Linked DNA regions of Mus musculus: region 1 is linked to region 2. The links are chromatin contacts, called in public Hi-C maps. All regions are on one chromosome and are shown on one strand. The core of a region is the stretch at or near the end of the contact, and the rest is flanking DNA. Distances in the headings are between cores, read along the strand shown. Region 1 holds the start of B930059L03Rik (RIKEN cDNA B930059L03 gene). Region 2 holds the start of Vrk1 (vaccinia related kinase 1).

Evidence for each region. Hi-C and Micro-C count contacts between places; a contact is called where the count stands out from the background.
Region 1: a Hi-C map of rod photoreceptor shows a contact between it and region 2, with 9 times the contacts expected there. The contact joins the promoter of B930059L03Rik here to the promoter of Vrk1 in region 2.

What each region holds. Positions count from the first base shown.
Region 1 is chr12:110,589,917-110,592,839 of GRCm38.p6, forward strand. B930059L03Rik (RIKEN cDNA B930059L03 gene) reads left to right here and starts at 1,458. Exons shown (of 1, transcript NR_033340.1): 1 at 1,458-2,763.
Region 2 is chr12:106,008,953-106,011,669 of GRCm38.p6, forward strand. It overlaps Vrk1 (vaccinia related kinase 1), which reads left to right and starts at 1,311. Exons shown (of 14, transcript NM_001029843.2): 1 at 1,311-1,406.

The DNA.
Region 1 (2,923 bases), core at 208-2,707, 4.6 Mb after region 2:
AGACACCCATAACAGAAATTCTACCTCCACCTACATGCCAAAAGAGACATAGGCATGCCGTGTAGGTGTGAGGAATATTCCCGAGGAGGATGCAAAGCCAGCAGAGGCAGGTAAGCAGGGGCTCCCACTGGCAGTGTCGCCATCCTATGCAGATCTCAGGGCCACAAGTCAATGCTTCTGGAAGGACAGGAAAGTAACCCCAGTAGCAGGTGAGGAAGGGTGGGTCACTTCAGTTTACTGTTGGTGGCTTGCAGATTTGTAGGACCCTTAAAAATGCAACTGAAAGTTTTAAAAGGTAAGTGTTGAAAACATTTTGAGACAGTCTTACCAAAAATCCTACTACCCAGCCCCCTGAATGCTGGCATTAGAAACACGTTCCACCCTGCAGGGTGTCATGTATTTTGACTCTGCAATTCTGCTTCAAAAATTTAGCCATCAGCAAAATTCACCTAGTCTGAGCAGTAAGGCCAGCTACTCCCGGCCGCACTGTTTTCCATGCTGAAAAACAGAAACCAGGAATTATCCTCACCTGCCTGAAGTGTTGCTAGATGCAAATGTGAGCAGAGAAGTGAGAAAACCCCAGCACACGCTCTCACTCCTTAAGATTTTATTTTTTTAAATGTGTTTGTTTCTGTATGTGGATTTGTACATATGAGTGCAAGTGCCCACGGAAGCAAGAGGGTGTTCGGTCCCCTGGGGCTAGGGTTATAAATAGTCTGTCCCTAACGTGGGACTCTAAACTCGGATTGTCCGGAAGAACTGTACATGGACCTAACTGCTGAGCGGTCTCCATAAAATATGGCCAAATTGAAACTAGAAAGGTTCTGGCACTCATTCCAAATTCGAATTCATCCTCACCCCAGGACTAACTTTTCCTGCCGGCCCAACACCTTCTTCTCAAACATTCCACACTGCAGCCAAGAGGGAGCTTGCAAAAACATCCCTCCAACCAGTCACCCCAGGATAGCCCGTGAGCCCTCTACAAGCAATGTCCCTATTACCCTACTTATCGCTGTACCTTCAGTCTGGCACCGTGTGGGACACTCAAAACTGCGTCTGATGGACGCAATGTACAGATAAATGTGGGATCAGCGAGAACAGCAAGATCCAAGTGGAGAGGCAATCAAATGTGGGTACGTGTGTGTAAGGTGGACGTGCTGACATACGCCTTCCATGCCAGCACTGGAAAGGTGGAGGCAGGAGCATCAGAGTTGGGACTCAGCACGGCTACCCGGCATCCAAACCAAAGAGCAAGCGGATGGCAGCAGGTACCCCGTAGGAATGAGACAAAGCGCATGCAGAAAACGGAGAAGAGTTCAAAGTCAACAGGATATCAGCTCAGCACAGCTGCACCAGAACACGGCAGCAGGACAAGGGCGGCCCCGGGAAGGTCTCTGCCATCTCGGCAGGGCGGAGATCTCCGCAAGGCGCAGCCTCCACGGCGCACGTGACTGGATGAGTCACCGCGCCAGGAAGCCGCACGAAACCTCGGTTCGGCAGCTCGAACGCAGGCTGACTTAGGACAAGGCAGCGACGTCTAGAGGAAGCCGCAGAGGGGGCCGCGTCCCTTGGCGGGAGGGGAGTGAGGGCCGCGGACGGCCCGGACCCAAGCTTAGACGCTTGGCCCACGGCACACAGGACAGGGAGACCGACTACCTTCACCTAAACGCTGGCGCAGGGAAATGACGCAGCGCATCGACCAATCGGGAAGTGTCTGACTCTGAATCTCGCGATATTCACGGGAGGAAAATGAGCCAATCGCAATGCCCCTTCTTCCAGGCCGCGGTGATTGGCTTGAGGACTCACATGATCGTTCGAGGCCACACGTGACCGCTCCCCTGGCGACACGTGATCGACCTGCCACTCTGCAGAAGTGGCTTCTGGACAGCGGCAAACAGGCGTCCGTGGAACTGAACGGCAGGTCCTGGGTTACAGCCCCGTCACTTTCCACTTGATAGGCGGGGTTGGTGACCAGGGTCCCATGTGACCCCCGTCATGGAACCCCGAGACGCGACCGTAGCGTGGATAGGACAGGGCCAACCTGTCCCCTGTAGCAGCTCTGAGAACTGAAGTAGGTGGGAGGCTGGGGATGCCGAGAGATTAACGAAAGAAACCAGTAAGCAGGGTCAGGAAACTCGTCCCACCTAAGTGGCGTGTACCGGACACGTGGTAACGTAAAGAGGTAGAGGTGCTTGCTATGTAAATAACTATGGAGGACCAGAACTCACATAGATGAGGACTTTGAGCACCCCGTCTTTCCCACTACCACTCACTGGGTGCCTCTTTCTTTCCTTCTTTCTCTAATTTACTCATAAGACAGGGTCTCGCCTTGGCTAGCCTTATTGTCTGTCTGTCTGTCTGTCTATAAAACAGAGTCTCTTCTTGGCTGACCTGGAACTCACTGTGTAGACCCTAAACTCAAGAGATGTCCCTGCCTCTGCCCTAAGAATAAAGGCGTGCACTTCCTGGCTTGACTTCTGTCTCCCTCTCTCCTTTCTTTGTAGTAAACTGCCTGTCTCCGACTCTGTCCCTGAGTCTTACTGTTCTAGGGCTCAAAAATCTGGAAATTTGTGCTGATTCCCTCCAGGGTCATAGCCATGCCTGTTCCAAGGAAGCCCTAGCGATGTCTGTTTCCCACTGCTTCCTGCCCAAGATACTGGTAACCCTGGAAGGTAGCCCTGGTGTGGGGGTGCTGTCAGAAGCATGGACACAATTCTCTCTCTCCATGATGTTAGAATTTCCTGAATAATAAATTGGCAGTCTGCATCCCTTGTATTGATGTAATTTGTTGAGTAGTTTTGTTCTCACTCTCTTAATAAATAATAACTCTTGGGTCACACATTACACCTCACAATGCAATGTAAATTACAGAATGGCTATTCAAGGTTAGAGTTCACAGAGGCCTTCCTGGAGGCAGAGGCAG
Region 2 (2,717 bases), core at 61-2,560:
GAGGATTTGTTGAGGAGGGTTTATGTTCCAGGAGGCTGTTTAGAGAGGTGTGGGGTCTGAGCCACACAGGATGAAACAGTAACCTGTGACTCGGGGGCAGCCAGTGTGTTACTAGCTCTAGTCCTAACAACACAATCATCATGGCATGTTCTCATTGCAGACTTGTGGAAAGCCCAGCTGAAGTGACCCTTAGCTAAGGGACTTAGCTGTTCGTGTATGTGTGTGTGATCGTCGTTAGGTGACTTTCCTTTTTTTCTTCCATTCTCAGGCTCCATCATGGATCAAACTCAGCAGAAGTCTGGGAGCAGTGGGCATGCAGTACAGCTGTTTTGTGGATCTGCTCTATGGGGCAGACGGCAAAATAGGAAAGAAATTGGAGCAGGTGTGGGTACCTGGGACGGTGAATTCAAGATATGAAGATCAATGCTGAACTGCACACTGGGCAACAACTCAGATTTCGTAGGGACTAAAGCTCATACAGTGTTTTAAGATCCACCTTAAGAAACAACACAGGCAAGCCGAGTGTGGTGGCGCACGCCTTTAATCCCTGAACTTTGGAGGCAGAGGCAGGCGCATTTCTGAGTTCAAGGCTAGTCTGGTCTACAAAGTGAGTTCCAGAACAGCCAGGGCTACACAGAGAAACCCTGTCTCGAAACTGCCCCCCCTCCAAAAAAAAAAAAAAAAAAGAAAGAAAAGAAACAACACAGGCTAGGAGTGTTGGCTCACATTTTTAACTCAGCTGTTGTTAGTAAACCAAAAATTAAAAAAAAAAAATCAAATTGGTAAAACAATAGCAATAACAAGAACAGCACCGAACCCAAGGCCTTTTCTAGGGCTTCAGAAGCTGCAGATCCAAAGTGCAGCTTGAAGCTCATTCTTCCAACCTCTAGGAAGGAGATGGTGAAACAAAGAAAACTGATGTTTGACAAAAGTAGCTCAAATACTGCGGTGGGTTAAGTAAACACCGAGACGCGCTTCGGATATTTGAAATGAGTCTCTTTGTCTAACCGTTTAATAAATCAAGCAACAGTGAGTACTGGTTATATTTATTTCGGTTCTTAAGGCTTTGAGAGCCACAGTAACATGTAAAACAGCAAGCGGGCTGCAAACCACACTTCCCAGAAGCCCTTGTGCTCAGAGGAACACGCCCCCATCTCGCCTCTTGGAGGTTCAAAGACTACAATTCCCAGCATGGAGCAAGCGTAAGGACCACAATTCCCGGCATGTCCGGAGAGGTGACAGGGAAGCGCGGTCTTCCTCTTTCCCCGCCTCCCCCGCCGTTCGCAGCCAACGGGAAGGCTCTGTACTACGGGGTGTGGAGGGGACGGCGCCGTGGGTAGGTCGCGAGTCTAGGGAAGCGGCGGGAAGTTCGTACTACGCTGTGGACCGCGAGTTGGCCGCTCTGGGTAGGGAGCCGTGGGGTGGTGGCGGGACTATAGGTCCGGTGTTGCTTCAGGGCGGCGCCGCGGCTGGGTCCGGCCTGCCCGGGAATCCTCGCTTCTCTGCCCGATCGCGGAGCTGCCGGAAGCCCGGTTCTAGAAGGCCGCCCGAAGCCTAGCCGGGACCAGGGTGGCGGGGACGGGGACGGGGACGGGGACCTGGACCGGCCGAGCCTGCCACTTCCTTAGCACTGGTGAGGTGAGGCCTCGGGGCACAGCCGCGGCCGGCAGCTTCTCGTTTCCTTCCAAGCTTGCTCCTCAGGTCTCCACCGCCGGTGACCGGGCTCCCGGTGCAGTGTCTTCAGAGGCAGCAAACAGGTCTGCAGCCCAGCGCCAAAGTTTGTTTCCGACCGTTTCCAGGCTAGGTCGCCTTAGATGTAGAACTGCGCCAGAGTCCTTGAGAGATGGGGACACACGCCAGTCCTGGTCGGGTTACCCGTTTATTCTTTTGTCGTTGACGTTAACCATTCTTTACGTCTGCGTGTGTTCTTCCTTTCCGTCCCTCATCGCTTTTGGAGCAATTTGGAAACGCGATTTTGCCTTTGGGAAGGTGGTGGTTAAACTTAGCGGGTCGTTGAAGAGCTTCGTTGCTTTCCTTTTTTAAAAAAAGAAACAAAAAAACAAAACGAAACTAGAATTGACCATCTATTGAGTCTGGAATTCAAAACAGTGAAAAAAGATGTAGATCAGCATTTTATCATCATTATTATTTTGGATTTTCAAGACAGCTTGCTTGCTTGCTTCCTTCCTTCCTTCCTCCTTCCTTCCTTTTCTCTTTCTTTCTTTCTTTTTTTTTTTTTTTTCTGTGTAGCCTTGGCTGTTCTGGAACTTGCTCTGTAGACCAGGCTGGCCTTGAACTCAACAAGAGATCCTCCTGCCTCTGCCTACTGAGTGCTGGGACTAGACTTGCGCCACCCCCACCCCGGCTTAAGAGTTCAGGGGAAAGGCATGTCACTTTTTTTGTGACATGTCGATTATACTGTTTGGGGAAATTTAATTTACAGTTCTGACTGGAATTAAGCATCTGGGCAATTAAGATAATGTTCATCTACCTGGAAAAAGGAATGTAAGTGGACATCACTAAAAATGGCTTTCCCCGTTGTGCTACCACAGATGGCAGACACTGCAGCGCTGCCTTGCTGATGGAGACCGAGCTAACAGGAGCATGGATTGAGGTGGATAACAAGTGTGTTAGGCGTTAGGGATTCCGTACAGCACTAGTATCCAGTACAGATATCACTTTGATAACTGTAATGGCTGCTGCTTATGCCTGGCGTA